2 separate regions of the Sus scrofa genome follow, and region 2 is linked to region 1. The links are chromatin contacts, called in public HiChIP or PLAC-seq maps. All regions are on one chromosome and are shown on one strand. The core of a region is the stretch at or near the end of the contact, and the rest is flanking DNA. Distances in the headings are between cores, read along the strand shown. Region 1 holds the start of CASKIN2 (caskin-2). Region 2 holds the start of NT5C (5'(3')-deoxyribonucleotidase, cytosolic type).

Region 1 (3,383 bases), core at 274-2,773:
CCAATCTTCCCAAAGTGGCTCAGGAGCACCAGTGCCCACCCAGAGGGCAGCCTGCATTCCCTCGGGCCTTGGGCAGCGGCGGCAGCAGCGGCGGCGGTGGACAGGTGTCAGGGGTCTGGAAAAGGTGTGGTCCGCTGAAGGCTGGGCCAGAGCCTGAAAGGGTCCCAGAAGCAGGGCTCAGAGAAAGAACCGGACAGGGCCTCCAGGGACCCCCCAAATCATCCTGGCTGCCCTTGTGAGTCAAGGGAGGGGCTGAGCCACTCAAAGAGGGGAGGGAGCCACCACGCCTGAGAGCAGCACTTGGTGGGGGGAAGGGGTCCTGGGAGGGGGAGGTTGAGTCACTGAGGCCCCAGGGCACCTGGCAGCACCTCAACCTGGGGCAGGAGGGGCCCTGGCAGCACGACACATTGGGGTAGGCGGGGCCAGCAGCCTGTTCTCCACAGCCCCGGGCACTGACACCCACAGACAACTGGTGGGCCAGAAGGTGGGGCCTGGCAGAAGGTCAGGCGCAGGCAGCCCGGCCCGTGGTCACTCCCTGTGGAAGGCGCCTGCCCCCAGACCCCTCCCTCTCTAAGCTTTGCTGTAATAGCTGGATGCCCTTGCCCCAGGGCTCTTCATGAATCTAGAGGGTGGAGTGGGAGCTACGGCTCTCCATCTCTGGCCGAGGGTCTGCCTGCAGGACAGGGAGGCTTTCCGGCACCTGTTGCTGACCCTTGCGCGGGATGGGGAAGCAGCTGGGCAGAGAACAGAGATAAGAGCTGGGGCACCGCTGGTAAATGAGGCTGCCTGGCCCCCCCCAAGCCTGAATCTGTGGCCCAGAGCCCCGACTTCACTTTAGAAAAGCTTACGTCAGTTCCTCAGTGGCCATGAATTTGCTGCCCAAGTCCTGTGGCATGAGCCCCGTGCAGGCCTGGGGCCCTAGCTGGGGTCGCCCTTCCTCCCAAAATGTCCCAAGCCCAACCCAGAGGGCACTCCAGCTCAAGGCCCGAGGCCGACATTGGGGGAGGGCGCCCCTGGCAGTGCCTGGGGTCGGGCTGGCTCCCCCGCCCCCCGGAATGCCAGTCCAGCGCCGCGCAACCCCCCCAACCCAGCCCAGCTCCAGCCGACCGGGGAACAAAGCGGCGGGAGGGACCGGGAGGGCCAAGTGCCGGAGGGATTGATGCGGGAGGACGGGATAGGGGCGCGAAAAGGACAGAAGGAGCCGACAGATGTAGGCGCCCGCCGATCCCGCAGGAAAAGTTAGTTTGTACCCGCCCTCAAGGGTGCTGACCCCCAGCTCAGACCCCGCCGTCTCACCTCTCCAGCCGCCCCGCTGGGGGTCCGGCTGGTCCCGCTCGGTCCCTGGCACTCCGGACGGCGGCTCCCACTGCCCCCCTTACCCCTTTTCTCCTTCTTCTCCTCCTTTTCCAAGGCCGGCTCGGCGCCTCCCGCAGGAAATCCCGCCCCTCCCCCTTCCCTCCCGCCGGATCGGGAGCGGAGGGATCGTCCCGGCCGCGCAGTCGGGCTGTCAGTCAGTGCCTGGGGCCCCGCCCCGAGCCGCCCAGGCCCCGCCCCCATCACTCGGGTCCGGACCTTGGACACTGCCTCGCTCAGCGCATGCGCCCAGGTGAAGCGGCGGGGGTGGGGACGAGAGTACGCTGCGTCCCGGCTGTTGGAGCAGGGGCGATCTGGGGCTCTAGGGTTCAGACTGAAGGGTGAGGTGCCCTGTTTGTGACGGGCGGGAGGGAAGACATGATGCGAAGGGGTCTGGGAACCGAGACCCAGGAATCTCACTTGGGAAATCCCCCTTCCCTTTTGCCCCTCGCCCCTCCAGGGACCGCCGCGGCGACCTCTGCCCGCGAGGCCAGAATAGCAGACCAACAACCGCTGGTTGGAGCAATGGTGCCACCTAGCGGCCCGTGTCGGAGCGGCCCGTGGTGGCGGCGGCGGGGACCCCAGCTTCGAGGAGGTGCCTATGACCATCTATGGTGGCGCTTCAGCACCATCGTGGGTCGGACAGCGGCCTCCCGCCCCCGGCCCTGAAAACATAGTTTCCGAGCCCTTAGGAAGAGACCCAACGGAAGACCCTGAAGGAACACCGAACCTCCCTAGATCGCATCTGACAGCCCTCGGCGGCCTCCAGTTTGTGAAGCTGGAATTCGGGAACCTAGCACTCGCCCATCTCTACACCCCTCTTCTTCCCTCCCTGTCCCAATGGGTGATGGGGACTAAGCAGCTCAGGGCTGCGGAGGGGAAGATCATGAATTTGACTCTTCATAGCACACTTTCAAACGTCAGGCTCCGCAAGTTTTACTAGAGAGGAGCCCAGAGGAGGGCTGGGGATCGGAGAGATGGTCCTAACAAATCCAGAAACCTGCAAGCTCTCCGCCTCCGGAATCGAGCCCCATGTCTGTTGGCAGGCGCTAGGACCCAGGACACCAGGAAGGTGGAAAGCAGGTGGGTTGATCTGGAGCGCGGAGGAGCAGAGGTCGGATTGGCGGGCGCTAGGGCCGCGCGGAGTTCCGGCGGTGGGCGGGGCATGGGCGGCGCGCGCGCGCGCGCGCGCAGCTGCAGACGGCGGCCCGATGGAGCCCGAACCTGGGTCCGCCGAGGTGGAGGTTCCTCCCGGGCGCGTGCTCAGGTGCGGCGCGGCGCGGCCCGGCCCGGGGGAGGCGCCGGGACCGCAGGGTGGGCGCAGGGAAGGAGATGGGCACCCAGGACGGGGATCCCGGCCAGGGCCGAGCGGTCCCGACTGCGTGGCGCTAACCCCGCGTCCCTTCTTGCTTTCCCCAGTGTGCCGGAGCTCTTCGCCGCCCGCTCGCGGCCCCAGAAGCTGCCCCAGCGCTCGCATGGCCCCAAGGACTTCCTTCCCGACGGCTCGGCGGCCCAGGCTGAGCGGCTGCGCTTGTGCCGCGAGGAGCTCTGGCAGCTGCTGGCGGAGGAGCGCGTGGAGCGCCTGTGAGGGGGGCGGGCCGGGCCGGGGGCGGAGCCGGGCGGACGGACCGGGTCGACTAAGCCCGCAGATTGAGACGGCCCCCTCCCCACTCCTTGCCAGGGGCAGTTTGGTGGCCGCCGAGTGGAGACCGGAAGAAGGCTTCGTGGAGCTGAAGTCTCCTGCGGTGAGCCGTGGGCCTTTGAGACAGGGAGCCCGCCCTCCCTGCCCTCCCGGCTCCTTTGTGACATTTGCTCTGGGTCCCACGCAGGGTAAATTCTGGCAGACTATGGGCTTCTCAGAGCAGGGACGGCAGCGGCTTCACCCAGAAGAGGCCTTGTATCTGCTGGAGTGTGTGAGTGGGGCCCTGGGAGCGCGGCAAAGGGCTCGGGACCAAGGAACGGGAAGGCCATGTTTTTATTGGAAGAAAAGTATATCATCTGAGCATTCTGGGAGCTTGTAACCTGATTTC
Region 2 (3,383 bases), core at 275-2,774, 310 kb before region 1:
CATGCAGCAGACCCAGGCCGGGCGGGCCCCGCCACAGGACTTCCCGCTTGCTGTCTATAATCTCCTTCCAGTTGTCACTCCAGGAGAGTAGCCGCCTCCTGGTCGGGGGCAGGGCCAGGTGCTGGTTGTGGCAGCAGGTGAACAAGATGTGCTCCCAGCTTGGGGTCTCCTCTTGGCCTGTGACAGGACGCAGAGGAAGGCAGGGGACGCAATGGGTGACGTGGTGATCTCTACCCCCTCCCTCGTATCCCAGCAGGCCCAGTGCCCGGAGGGTGCCAAGGAAAATGGCTCCTACCTTGAATGGTGTCCTTGTCATCAATGAGCAGGTCCCCCAAGACCATGGTCTTGTCCCTCGTCAAGATAATGCGCTCCACAAACTGGGGCCCCAGGTGCTTCTCCACCCAGCCGTACTGTGTGGTGGGCACAAGTCTGTCAGGAGGGCCGGACGGACCCCGGAATTCAAGGCCAGCGAGCAAGTAGGTGGGAGGGTCTGCCGCCCTTGAAGCTATCGTCCCCTCCCCCCACCCCCACCCCCGACTTTGTGTGTTTCTGCTGGTTTCTTTCAAAGATGGGGCCTTAGGACCCTGGGTGTGCCGCCAGTGCCGCACCTTCTCGCGCACGCAGTGGTCATACTTGAGCAGCGGGCTGGTGCAGATGAAGACCTCAGTGCTGCGGGAAGGGGCGCGGGTCAGACAGGGTGGTGCCAGCCCCTGCTCCCCCCCACCTCCCTCCCGACCCTTCCTCACTCCTGCATGTCATTCATCTCCCGCATGGCTTCCAAGGCTCCAGGGATGGGCTCCAAGTTTAGGAAGAAGCCTGGGGCTTCATACACACTGGCCACTTTGTCCTGAAAGATACAGTGTTCCTGTCCTGGCTCTGCTCCCAGCCGATCTCGCCAGCCCCAGCGAGGACTCTCAAGATTCCTGGGGGAAGGGGGGCGCCTCGATCCCCACATCAGAGCCTCAGGGAGGGGACTTTGTTTAGGGGTAAGTACTCCTCCAGACTGTCTTGTCCTGGGACGAAGTGTGGATTCTGAAGTGAAAGCTTTGTCTCTGGACGTGGAGCACAGGCGGTCCTGACCCAAGGGGGAAGGCGCCCCACTCCCAGGTGCCCAGGAGGTTGGGGCTTCCCGTTTGGGACACTGGGGTCGGGGCTCCCGGTTCCCCCTGATCCTCGCCTCTCCCCCCACCTACCGCCAGGTCGGGGCGCAGGGCTCGGTACTGCTCCCGGGCGAAGAAGCCGCGGCGCTCCTCCAGCGGCACGTACGGCTCCCTGGGGAAGTTTCGCTGGAAGCCCCGCAGCAGGCCGGCCTCGAAGTCCGCCAGCACGCCGTCCATGTCCACCAGCACCCGCACGGGCCGCGCGTACCTTGCCGCCATCACCGCGAGGCACGGGCCGGCCGGAAGCATGGACGCGCGCGGAAACCCGGGCCGGAGCCGAGTTGAGCTCCGCGCCGGGACGGCGGCTTCCGGGAGGGGGCGGGGGGCGGGGCTAATTTGCATGGACGCCGGGTTGCCCCGCCCCCCGGAAGCACCGGGCCTCCCCCAGTGCCCCAGCAGCCGGCGCGGAGGTGGCCTGAGCTGCTCTTCTGGTCTGAGGCCGCGCCTACGTGCACCCCAGCCACCCTGCGCTCGGTGGCAGACGTCCTCGCTCACCTCAGACGTTTCTTGGGGCAGACCTTCCAGGGGCCCGGCAGAGGGTCTCTCCTAAATACAGATCAACGGCTTCTGAGAAGGAGCCAAGGCTGCTTAAACCCGTGAGCTGACGCCCCCTTTTAAGAATCCATCCCTGTCCTCCCTGCTTGTGGGGACTCTGGAGCAGAGCTCCCGCCACGTCAAGGCAGCACCAACCCAAGGCTCAAATCATGGGGACTCCCAGTGACCGAAGTGAATGAATCTGCTGAAGACAGCGGGTTCTTGTGAACAGAGCTCCTCAGACACCAATTCATAAACCAGAGCTGGCTTGAAACATGGGAGCATCTGCTTTAAGCATCCGGTTCACCTGGAGGAGGAGACTCAGGTAACCCAGACCATCCTCCTTTTTGTGGAACTGACACTCTTCTAGAATTGGAGTTATATCCTCCTCTAGAAAATGCTGAACGTCCGAATGTGTTATTGATTCTCCTTTTTGTAGATTTCACGTGTAAATTTCCTGACTACGTATAAATGTATTTACCTACAAACTAGATTCAGATTTGAGTTAAGTCACCCATCTTCCTGTAGTTTCCCAGTTGAGCACCCCAGTACTTCCAAATGGAACAGAAGAAGCTTTAGGAAGGGGAACCTGGTGATCAATTTTGAAATTCTACAATGGGCATTAGCAATAAATACAAAGCCACTGAGGTCACACAATTGTGTAAAAAGTCCACAAAATGCTGATTCTCCTGCTATCATCATTTTAAGATCATTCAACTTCACTTTGTAAACCCTAAGCTTTTTTTTTTTTTTTTGCTTTTCAGGGCTGCACCTGCAGGATATTGAAGTTCCCAGGCTAGGGGTCAAATCAGAGCTGTACCCCCTGGCCTGTGCCACACCCACAGCAACACCAGGCCAGAGCCGTATCTGTGACCTACACCACAGCCTAAGGCAACACAGGATCCTTAACCCACTGAGCGAGGCCAGGGATCGAGCCCGCATCCTCATGGATCTTAGTGGAGTTCGTTAACCGCTGAGCCAGGAAGGGAACCCCAAACCCTAAGCCTTCTAAGGGGAAAGTTCAACACCCTTAGCAAACATGTTTATATAGAATTTTCTGAAATGTGAAATAGTACCAAAATGACTGGCAGAACTGTCCCTCAGAGCACGTTTGGACTAGGCATTTACCTTCATGAAATAAAGACAAAAGCCAAGTTCACAAGTTGTAACACAAATGGGGGACATCTCTTTCCCAGAGCTCCATTGTTAGAGAGAAGGGTGCAGGTGCTCCACCTCTGAACTCCTAACTGAAACCGCAACTCAGGCTATGTGTAGGGCTAACCTGTCTTAGTGAAACTGGAAGCGTTCTGTAGCACAGCAATTAATTCTCCATTTTGCAAACGCTTTACACAATAAGGAAGAAAAACTTAGCCCAGTAATCTGTGATTACCCTCATTCTTCCCAAAGGAATGTCCATAGGTCAAATGAGCTGGTGGTTAGACATTATGCTTGAGTCATTTCAATCACGGCGGGGTTTTTAGAGGTGACCTCGTTCAAAGTTCCTTTTCTTTTAAAAACATTTTTATTGAAGTACAGTTGATTTCAAATGTAGGTTAATTCAATTAACCCAGTTATAGATATCTTTTTCATATTCTTTTGTAGTATTTGTCTTGTGGCTGCATCTGTGGAGCATGGAAGTTCCTGAGAAGAACCCTCACCACAGTAGCAGCCCGAGCTGCTGCAGTGACA

The links. HiChIP or PLAC-seq counts read pairs in DNA pulled down with a chosen protein or histone mark.
Region 2: an H3K27ac HiChIP or PLAC-seq map of skeletal muscle shows a contact between it and region 1, with 4 times the contacts expected there. The contact joins the promoter of NT5C here to the promoter of CASKIN2 in region 1. A contact is called at or near these places in 1 of 5 promoter capture datasets (liver), 10 of 47 Hi-C or Micro-C datasets (alveolar macrophages, embryonic fibroblasts, epiblast stem cells and 7 more) and 2 of 2 datasets of contacts at active chromatin or transcription factors (alveolar macrophages and skeletal muscle).

The regions. Positions count from the first base shown.
Region 1 is chr12:5,854,014-5,857,396 of Sscrofa11.1, reverse strand. It overlaps CASKIN2 (caskin-2), which reads right to left and starts at 1,523. Exons shown (of 20, transcript XM_021066645.1): 1 at 1,297-1,523; 2 at 1-153. It overlaps TSEN54 (tRNA-splicing endonuclease subunit Sen54), which reads left to right and starts at 1,606. Exons shown (of 12, transcript XM_021066651.1): 1 at 1,606-1,694; 2 at 1,814-2,436; 3 at 2,773-2,937; 4 at 3,035-3,098; 5 at 3,183-3,266. The coding sequence starts at 3,201.
Region 2 is chr12:6,160,561-6,163,943 of Sscrofa11.1, reverse strand. NT5C (5'(3')-deoxyribonucleotidase, cytosolic type) reads right to left here and starts at 1,524. Exons shown (of 4, transcript XM_021066663.1): 1 at 1,194-1,524; 2 at 747-847; 3 at 296-669; 4 at 1-177. The coding sequence starts at 1,502. It also overlaps a transcript of ARMC7 not described here.